Regions from separate parts of the Mus musculus genome. Here region 2 is linked to region 1. The links are chromatin contacts, called in public Hi-C maps. All regions are on one chromosome and are shown on one strand. The core of a region is the stretch at or near the end of the contact, and the rest is flanking DNA. Distances in the headings are between cores, read along the strand shown. Region 1 has its middle 310 kb from the start of Gm22880. Region 2 has its middle 80 kb from the start of Ostf1.

Region 1 (5,544 bases), core at 1,347-3,846:
CTGCCAGACCAATAAATCCTGGAGACTTTTCTCTCACTCTTTCATGTCTCTACAATTTTCTGGGAATATATGAGGCAGACTGGTTAGTAAAAGCCATGGCCACTGTTGCCTTTGCTTCCTGGGACACAGGATTTATAGGAGTATATTGCCTAAATGCTTCCGTGACTCTCTCAAAGAAGGCATCTTGGCTCTTTTCCTGTCCGTGTCTAATATTATATACCTTGATCATATTGGCTTGACCAACAGTGTGGCTTGTAAGCCACAGGCTTGAGACACCCCAATAGAGTCTGGCAGTGAACAAGGAGTCTCCTCTTATCTTCAGCAGTATTATAATCCCAATCAGGGTGAGTGGAGGGGAATCCATCCTTGATTAGAACAAGGTCGGTGGTAGGGACCACCATGTCACTAGGAACCAATTTCTGGCCTCTTTCTGGAGACTCTCTCTCTTGTGTTACAAAGAGGACCTGTAATAGTTGCTGACAGTCATCCAAAATGGGTTGATGGGTTAAAAAGAACAGTTTCTAGCAGGATTATCAAGGCAAGCAGGGGCCGATCTGAGATTTTTAATTATACGTGTCACTAGTAGCAAAGGGCCAATAGAGATGAGGCTGGTTTCCTTGGTCTTGGGAGGGATTGGGCAACAGCTCTCAGACAGGGCTGTAGAGTCAGGCCCAACTGTACCTTCTTCTGGGGTTCCCCCTTTCTACTCCCAGTAACTCGTGTGGGTCCCAGCTCTTCCACCCAGGAAGGCTCTGTGGCTGCGGCCAGGGATTCCAGTGCAGCTGCTTCTATGGTAGGGTCCTGTATGGATTGGGAAGGAGCTTGATAGGGAAGGGAAAAAAGAGACCTTTGCCCATTCCACCCTGTAAAACAGGGTAGGAAGAGGTTGAGAATTTAGCACAGCCAGGTTCTATCCTGGCTATTGTCTCTGAGAGTGTTCTGTCACAGCCAATGCAGTAGGTCTAGGCCCTGTTGGTAAGAAGGATTAATCCAAGTTGGAGGTTAGTAACTAAGTCCTTACAGGCCACAATAAAGGGCACTTGGTTGGGATGTCCCATCCGATGTGCAAAATCCTTTCTGAGTACTTCCTAGATTATATCTATCTGGAAGGTACTTTCAAGGGGCCATCCTACATTATAAGCAGACCATTCATATTTACAAATGCTCTACATCTTCCCTTTTCTAACCTTTATTGACAAATTGTGTCTTTGGAGCTTGACCTAAGAACAAGTCGATTGGGGATAGAAGTGTGTCCCACTTCATCCATCTCAGTCACAAAATAGTAAAGTGCCACATACAAAATGGAAAAGCACAAGGGGGTGGTAAAGACAAGATGGCAGATTCCTCCACTTGTACAGAGGAGAAAATGAAGACAGGATGGCAGCCATAAGCCTTGTAGTGGGGTTCTATGACCATTCCGTCCTACCCAAAAATTAATATCAGGGGCACCCTGTCACCTATGCCTGACTCTGGAACATCTTCCAAGCCCCCATGGCTACAATTCTCCAGCTCATGTTCACTGTAGTGGGGTTCCACATCTACTTTAATCATCTCTTACCACAAATAATCAAGAAAAATCTGACAGCCAAGGCACATAGACACAAATCTGACAGAAAGAGCACTGACACAAAGTCAAACAATGAGATGTCACCTTAGCAGCCAGCCTTCCAACACTTCAGTTGAGAGTCCTGGGGTTTTAGGGCTCCCAGCCAATTCTCGTTATGCCCAAATTGCAGGGACTCTAAAGATCACTGAGGAGCTAATTCTGGTGCAAACACATAAGGGTCTTTGTTACAAGCTTACAAGCAAGGACTCTTACTGTCACCACAGCAGCTGGTCAAAAGTGAGAACCTCGAGTCTGAAGGTACAGAGTGATTATTGTGGTTATAGCAAGCTTGGGGAATTTCCACACAGGTCAGCAAATTAATATTTTTAAAACTGCATTTCTGGCATAATCTGCAAGAAGCAAACATGGTGGTAAAACCACTTGACAAACAGTATGCCTAGGTTATCTATTTTCTGGAGGGTGTCTTAGGTTATATGTACCTTGACTCTGCTGTTATAACCTGACTGGCTGTTGCTAAGTGTGTGTGTGTGTATGTGTGTGTGTGTGTGTGTGTGTGTGTGTGTGTGTGTGTGTGTATGCCATAGTGCTCAAGTGGACTTTGCAGCTTTCCTCCTGGAATTGGAATTTGGCCCCTGGAGCTTCTTCCAAAAATAGAGTTCACTGGGCTGTACAAAACAGTGCTTCCTGTGTGTGCGTGGATAGGATCAGTCATGCCAAAGTTCATGCTGAAAGGGTCTCTGCTGCCCTCACTGTACTCATCACGGAGTGTCTGAGAAAGAAGCAGTCTTAACATCTAGGAACTAGTAAGACGCTGACTGCTGGTTAATGTTAGCTGGCCCAAACAATGGCCCAGGCTGTTCTGAGACTGGACTTGAACAATCACATAAAACCAATGCTAGACAAGGTCACATATAGCCCATGATATCCTGAGAAAATTCAGACTACTTCACAGGTATATCAAAGTACAGAGAAGAAAACGTCTGCGCAACACACAAGACTCCAAATATTTACACTCTGCTTCTTGGCTCAGTATGAGAGACTGCTGACTCTACCAAGTACAGCTTTATCTCTCTCCATTCAGTCTTCCCTAGAGAATGAGCTATTGAAATAGCCAATTGAATTCTCTTGCTGATAGACTTCCATCCAGAGAGAGCAGGTTTCCTTCAACCCTTCCCCCAAGTTACCATGAGATCTTTCTGCTATATTTTCTTGGGACACTCACACTGTCTTATGTCTCCTTCCTTGCCCTTTAATGAGCTCAGCCACAGCTACGTTCTAGGGGTCTTTGACTAGAGGATTTGGCACCTCACTGTTTTTACAATGTGATGTGGTGATCCTACTTTCTAGGTGATACTTCAGGATTTTGATCAGTATTTTCCATAGTTTTTACTCAAACACATAATCAGTGACTGCTAATATATAGCCTAACTCAAAGTTCACTAAGATAAAAGGGACAAATGATCTTATTACTGAAAGGTATAGGTATTTGTTTACTTGAAGAGAGTCTATGTTGAAGACAAACATCATTGTTAAAAAAAATGTTTGTCATTTTTCATTCTTTTTCCCAGTATGTTTTAGGAAATTTCCTGAAGCAAAGCTACCATGGGGGTCAAGAAAAGGTACCTCTTTGCCTGGCCAAGCTAGATTACATGACCTAATTCTATAATAAGCCTGTATAGGCCAAGAACTTGGACAATGGGAACTGCTGGGCTAAAAGCCCTGGCATCTTCCGAATTGTATGGAGGGCTTTCAATCAGCAGTACCTGAAGCTGGGGACAGGAGAATTTGGTGTACATGACCCAAAGCCTCTTAGGTCATGAGATCAAGTCACGTCACGTTGAATAGAACGACTGGAAAGTGGGGATATTTTAGAGCTGTCAAGAGCTTGTCCAGAGCACTCTAACATAAGTTCAGAGGATTTTCATAGTGAAAGGTCTGTGGAATTAAAAATTGGCTAAATTGTGATAAGTATGGAGGGTCAATTTTTCTCCCACTGAGAAATGAGCACACATAAAGTGGGCTTCAGCAAAGCATGGAAATTAGTTTTCCTGTGATGAGACTGCTGGCTAATGGCTCTGCACAGCTTCCTTCCCATTCATTCTTGGATCTCAGGTGACTAAGGTATCCCCTGGTATCATCTTCCTCAGTGCTTTGAAGCTCATGGAATTTCCCAATGATAACAGTTCACAGCAATATTTTGTACACAGTGTTTACCCTAATTTTAGTCTTATGCTTATTTGTATAGTTGCTTGCTTATTATTGCCTTCTCTACTGCTACATCCATAAGGCTAGGGTTGCCCACCTGGTGCTGTATTTTTCACGCGATATAAACAGGAGACTGCCTTGATAAATACACTTAGAAGCACAAACTTTACAGCACAATGCCTTTAAACGTCTCGATTACTTTTCTGAGAAAGACAGGGTTTCCTTCTCTTGAAGGGATGAAAAGGGTTGACCAACATGCAGATGCAAAATGGAGAGTTCAATTCTACCCTACACAGAGGAGCAGCTGCCTTCAGCCATGTCTTCTGGAAAACTCTTACCGAAATGTTGTTTGGTGTTTCTGTTCTTAGAGAGGTCCTGATGCCTCTTGGAGACACAGGGCACAGTTAGCATATTCCATGTCAGGCCAGCTGAATAAGAAATATGTGGTATTTGTTGACTGACATGGTATTTCACATGCTTCTCATTTTTACTAAGGGATATTCTTTTTTTTGGGGGGGGGGGTTCAAGACAGGGTTTCTCTGTATAGCTCTGGCTGTCCTGGAACTCACTTTGTAGACCAGGCTGGCCTCGAACTCAGAAATCCGCCTGCCTCTGCCTCCCGAGTGCTGGGATTAAAGGCGTGCGCCACCATGCCGGGCTGGGGTATTCTTTTATAATTGTTTGTTTGTGACAATAAATTCAGGGATTTGTCTGTGCCTGAGACCTTCAAAGTATCATTGGAAAATATCAGGTTTTAAATTTTGATCTTAAAAAATGTACTGTAAAAAAATTACTAGTAAAACAAAGTAGGCAAACATAAAGTACAAGTTGGATTTTTTTTTTAATTGAATGAAACAAATTTACTGTCAAATTGGGCAAAGACCAAAACAAAACAAAACACCCAACTTTTAATCACTATCAATTTTGTGTTTGTTTCTTTTTTTTTTGTGATGTGGTAATTTGATTGAGAATGACCGCCATAGGATCATATAATTGGCTGCTTAGTCCCCAGGTAGTGGAACTGTTTGGGAAAGATTAGCAGATGTGGCCTTGTTGCAAGGGTGTGCCGGGGGGGGGGGGGGCAGGCTTTGAGGTTTCATAACCTTACATGATTCATTTCCAATTAGTATTCTCTCTGCCTAGTGGTTGTTGTATCTCAAGATGTGAACTCTCATCTACTGCTGCAGCACCATGCCTGCCTACCTGCTGCTATGCCCCTACCCCAATGTAGTCATGGACTCTAAGCCTCTGAAATTATAAGCCGCAAATAAACTCTTTCTTCTATAAGTTGCCTTGGTTAAGGTGTCTTACTACAGCAATAAAAAATTAACTAAAACACATGAGAATCATTCTTAATACATAGCTGATACTCTTAGTATTTGTGATGACAGAGGAAAATTCCCAATACATCAGTTCGCTGACAAATGACAAATGATTGTCTTTCTTCTTTGCCAAACATTTGTAGCAGACACAGGAAAACAAGTCCCAACAAGTAAATCTCTGTTCATAGGATACAATTTGCCCAGGTGACATAATTATTTGAATTTTTAAAATTAAGTAGAAAATATGAGAAGGACATACACAGAATAAAATAGGCAACAGATTTAATAATTGATCAGTATTTTAAAACTCCATACCCACTCTCCAAATTATGGTCCTCCCTTATTAGTTAGTTATCTAATTCAGTGGTTAACCTTTGAACTATATACATCCAAGCAACTAAAGCAGACTCAGCGAGTTTACTTAAATATAGTTGGGCAGATAAATAGATA
Region 2 (5,544 bases), core at 1,150-3,649, 380 kb before region 1:
ATACAGAGATAACATTCTTGGGAAACATTTGCTGTCAGCCTGAATTTATACTTACTCTCAAGTAACTCTAATAAAACCAACAGTTCTGAAAGCCCAGAGATTCATATCATTTCCATTAAAACCTAATTTCAATAAAATACAGAAGGTTAAAATGTGGCTTCATTTCAAACCAGGCTCCTGCCTAATTAAAAAATATAGTATAACACCAATAAAGTATCTCTTTAGGTCTTCTAGCAATAAACTGTCTCGCTATTCACATCTACTAAACAACTGCAATGTCTGTAGAAGGTTAGAAATGTGCACTCACCTTGTTTCTCTTGCTGCCTTGCTTCCATTTCCCTTGGGCTCTTTGTCATCTCCTTGAATCAGTGTTGCACTACAGTTGGCACCATTGCACACACCTCATCCTGTGCCCCCCACACCATTTTGACCACTATCCTGCTTTTCATTTGTTGTTCTGTCCCATTCCTAAATTTCACTAAGATTCTTTTCTTTTTGCTCTTCTCACCCTTTAAACATTGGTGGCCTTCTCTCTTGCATCCTTGTCTTGTCTCCACTTTCCCATCACTCCTCCTCTTCCTGAGAAAGCGTCTTTATTGTCAATGTTCGTGTCATCTTCATGCTGACTGGTCCCACCCAGTAGGAAAGATGAGTACAGAGCTTTCTGCTTGGCATGGGAGAGCCCTTGTGCCTGCATTTGGGTCTGCTATACTAGGTCTCTTGGTTCTTATATGTGCCTGTGTTATAGACAATCTAGAACATTCCTTTTCTCTCCCCTCTCTTCCCTTCTCCCTCTTTCTGTCTCTCTCCCTCTCTCCCCCTTCTTCTCCCTTCCCACTTCTCTCTCCCTTCACTGTTCTCCCTCTTTCACCCCCACATGCATCCACTTGAACACGTACTTGCACATGCCCACACACACCCCCGTACACCTTTCCCGACACCTTTCCCATTTCTAAATTGTCCTTCCCACTCCTCCTTCCTAATTCTACATCATAATGTTTAATCCTTTCAAGATTTAGATGATGTCCTGCTACCTCCTGTGACCAGATTCTCACATCTTCTGCCCAGATTACAAATGTCCTTATTTAGGACACATGCTCCACTATGTTCATAGTGCCTTATTTATAATAGCCAGAAGCTGGAAAGAACCCAGATGTCCCTCAACTGAGGAATGGATAAAAAAAAATGTGGTACATTTACACAATGGAGTACTACTCAGCTATTAAAAACAATGAGCTTATGAAATTCTTAGGCAAATGGATGGATCTCGAGGATATCATCCTGAGTGAGGTAACCCAATCACAAAAGAGCATACATGATATGTACTCACTAATAAGTGGATATTAGCCCAGAAACTTAGAATACCCAAGATACAATGTGAAGAACACATGAAACTCAAGAAGAAGGAAGACCAAAGTGTGGACAGTTTGATCTTTCTTAGAAGGGGGAATAAAATACCCATGGAAGGAGTTACAGAGACAAAAAAGTTTGGAGCTGAGACTGAAGGAATGACAATCCAGAAACTGCCCCTCCTGGGGATCCATCCCATAAACAACCACCAAACCCAGACACTATTGCAGACACCAAAAAGATTTTGCTGACAGGACACTGATATAGCTGTCTCCTGTGAGTCTATGCCAGTGCCTGGCAAATACAGAAGTTGATGCTCACAGTCAACCTTTGGATGGAGCACAGAGTCCCCAATGAAGGAGCTAGAGAAAGTACCCCAGGAGCTGAAGGGTTTTGCAGCACCATAGAAGGAGTAACAATATGAACTAACCAGTACCCCCAGAACTCCCTGGGACTAAACCACCAATCAAAGAAAACCCATGGTGGGACTCATGTAACATATGTAACAGAGGATGGCCTAGTTGGCCATTAGTGGGAGGAGAGGCCCTTAGTCTTGCGAAGATTCTATGCCCCAGTATAGGGGAATGCCAGGGCCAGGAAGTAGGAGTGGGTGAGTTGGGGAGAAGGGAGGAGGGAGTAGCTAGGGGGTTTTTGGAGGAGAAACTAGGAAAGGGAATAGCATTTGATATGTAAATGAAGAAAATATCTAATGAAAAATATATTAAAAATATTTTAGCAAAAGACAAAAAAGTGAAAGGAACATGTTTTAGGAAGGAGACCAGGGAACTATAAGGAGTATAACAGGGGGACAGTAGGCATAATTAGAGTTCATCATATACATAGTATCAATATGGTACAATGAAACCCGTTATTGTATATAATGAATATATGCTAATAGAAAGTATCTTGAAAATGAAAAGAAAACAAAAACAAAAACACCAAATGTCATTATTTGGTTCTTTTTCTAAATAAAACTGACCCTACTAGAGTTAATGTTTAGAGTAGTATTGACACACTTTTGAAATACTTTCACTTTTCATAAACTGGTGACCCAGAGGACAATGTGCTCTGCTTATGTTTTTTAATCCTCTTAAGACTGTGGTCCAGTGTCATTCATATAATTGATAGTTAACTCATTGGTAGGATCTGTAAGTATTTTTTTGTGGCATGTAAGAATGTTACAAAAGTGCCGATGGTGATTAGTGGAGTTGGGAGAAGCATAGTAGCCAGAGGTTAATCAATCATTCAAAGGCAAGTCGGATCAGAGGAGTCATTTGTGCCCACATACACATGGAAGCTGAACAACGCTCCACTCAATGATAACTTGTTCAAGGAAGAAATAAGGAAAGCAATTAAAGACTTTTTTAGAGTTTAATGAGAGTGAAACTTATGGGACACAATGAAAGCAGTGCTAAGAGGAAAACTCATAGCTCTGAGTGCCTCCAAAGAGAAACTAGAGAGAGCATACACTAGCAGCTTGACAGCACACCTGAAAGCTCTAGAACAAGAGGAAGCAAATACACCCAAGAGGAGTAGATGGCAGGAAATAATCAAACTCAGGGCTGAAGTCAACCAAGTAGAAAGAAAAGGAACTATACAAAGAATCAACAAAACCAGGAGCTGGTTCCAAGTGGATCAAGGACTTCCACTTAAAACCAGATACATGGAAACTAATAGAAGAGAAAGTGGGGGAAGAACCTTGAAAACATGGGCACAGGGGAAAAGTTCAACAATAGCTTATTCTCTAAGATCAACAATCAACAAATGGGACTTCATAAAATTGCAAAGCTTCTGTAAGGCAAAGGACACTGTCAATAGGACAAAACAGCAACCAACAAATTGGGAAAAGATCTACCGGTCCTTTCCCTCACAGAGGGCTAATATCCAGTGTATACAAAGAACTCAAGAAGTTAGACTCCAGAGAACCAAATAACCCCATTAAAAATGGACTACAGAGCTAAACAAAGAATTCTCAACTGAGAAATATTGAATGCCTGAGAAGCGCCAAAGAAATGTTCAACATCCTTAGTCTTCAGGGAAATGCAAATCAAAACAACCCTCAGATCCCACCTCACTCCAGTTAGAATGGCTACTATCAAAAACTCAGGGGACAACAGATGCTGGTGAGGATGTGGAGAAAGAGGAACACTTCTCCATTGCTGGTAGGAATCCAAGCTGGCACAACCACTCTGGAAATCAGACTGATGGTTTCTCAGAATATTGGACATAGTACTACCTGAGGACCCAGCTACACCACTCCTGGGCATATACCCAGAAGATGCTCCAACATATAACAAGGACACATGCTCCATTATGTTCACAGCAGCCTTATTTATAATAGCCAGAAGCTGGAAAGAACCCAGATGTCCCTCAACAGAGGAATGGGTACAGAAAATGTACATTTACACAATGGAGTACTACTCAGCTATTCAAAATAATGAATGGTGGAGCACACCTTTAATCCCAGCACTCGGGAGGCAGAGGCAGGTGGATTTCTGAGTTCGAGGCCAGCCTGGTCTACAGAGTGAGTTCCAGGACAGCCAGAGCTATACAGAGAAACCCTGTCTCGAAAAACCAAAAAAAAAAAAAAAAAAAAATCATGAAATTCATAGGCAAATGGATGGAATTAGAAAACATCATTCTGAGTGAGGTAACCCAGTCACAAAAGAACACTGATAAGTGGATATTAGTCTCAAAGTTCAGAATACCCATGATACAATTCACAGAACACATGAAGCTCAAGAAGAAGGAAGACCCAAGTGTGGGTGACTCAGTCCTTTTTAGAAGGAGGAACAAAATACTCATGAAGCAAAGAGTGGAGCAGAGACTGAATGAAAGGCCATCAAGAGACTGCCCCACCTGGGGTTCCATTTCATACTCAAACACCAAACCCAGACACTATTGTGGATGCCAACAAGTGCTTGCTGACAGAAGCCTGTTATAGCTGTCTCCTGAGAGGCTTTGTTAGAACCTGACAAATATAGAGGTGGATTGCTTGCAGCCAACCATAGGACCATTAGCATGGAGTCCCCAGTGGAGGAGTTAAAGAAAGGACTGAAGAAGCTGAAGGGGTTTGCAACCCCATAGGAGGAATAACAATATCAACCAACCAGACCTCCCAGAGTTCTCTGGGACTAGACCACAAACTAAAGAATACACATGGAGGGTCCCTTAGCTCCAGTTGCATATGTAGCAGAGGATGGTCTTGTTCAGCATCTATAGGAGGAGAGCCCCTTGGTGCTGTGAGGGCTTGATTCCCTAGTGTAGGGGAATACCAGGGTGGTGAGGTGGGAGTGGGTGGGTGGGAGGGGGAGCACCCTCATCAAAGCAGGGGGAGAGGAGATGGGATAGGGGGTTTGCTGAGGGGAAACCGGGAAAAGGGATAACATTTGAAATGTAAATATATAAAATAAAAAAAGAGTCATTTGTGATCTTCTACTGCACATAGGATGGTGAGGGTGAATAACATAGCCTGAATAGTTCAAAGTAGCTAGGAGAAAGGATTTTTGAATGTTCTCACCAGAAAGTATTGATAAGTGTATTAAAGGATATACTACTAATCAGTTGATTTGATGGCTACATTACATATTCAAGTGCTAAAATACCACACTGCACCTTATAAATATGTGGAAATACTACTTGTCAATTCAAAACAGCATGCAAAGAAGTCCACAAAGATCAAAATATTACAGTGCTGTGTTAAGTCATACTGGAAACATAAGCCACAACAGCAACAGCAGCAGCAGCAACAACAACAACAACAACAACATACTAAACGAATTAGGCTAGTTTTAGATCTACATATGATTAGATTACAAAGAACTGTAAAAGCTCCTATATACAGAGATTCTGGGAAATCACATCTATTCCAAGGAAGCCTCTAATTCTGGCCAGCAGATGGCAGTGGTAACTAAGTAAATGGTGCCTTTTCTGCCGTCTTCATCAGTGGTCTTCATTTCAATAGGGAATGAACTGAAGAAGAAGAAGGGCTTTTGCCATGGAATTAGGGTGCAATGTGCAAACTTTACGTAAGTCAGCTGCTGCAGTAAGCCATTTTACGTGCACCATCTCTTTCAATAAATCTTTTCTAGATTTGATTTGAAATGTAGCCAAAGTTTAGGTCTTACTATTGAGGAAGAACATAGTAACGAGCACTCTGCACTTCTCCAAAGCAGCTGCCAACATCTGGCTGGC

What was found. Hi-C and Micro-C count contacts between places; a contact is called where the count stands out from the background.
Region 2: a Hi-C map of liver shows a contact between it and region 1, with 3 times the contacts expected there. The contact joins two enhancer-like sites. A contact is called at or near these places in 2 of 484 Hi-C or Micro-C datasets (liver and nephron progenitors).

Annotation. Positions count from the first base shown.
Region 1 is chr19:18,173,068-18,178,611 of GRCm38.p6, reverse strand. No RefSeq gene overlaps it. Among named protein-coding and RNA genes, the nearest start is that of Gm22880, 310 kb to the right of the region's middle. Within about 2 kb of position 2,596, at least 7 of the 459 cell types and tissues checked have an H3K27ac peak or open chromatin away from gene starts, as enhancers often do. A contact at or near this core is called in liver, where this site is marked.
Region 2 is chr19:18,548,601-18,554,144 of GRCm38.p6, reverse strand. No RefSeq gene overlaps it. Among named protein-coding and RNA genes, the nearest start is that of Ostf1, 80 kb to the left of the region's middle. Within about 2 kb of position 2,399, at least 1 of the 459 cell types and tissues checked has an H3K27ac peak or open chromatin away from gene starts, as enhancers often do. A contact at or near this core is called in liver, where this site is marked.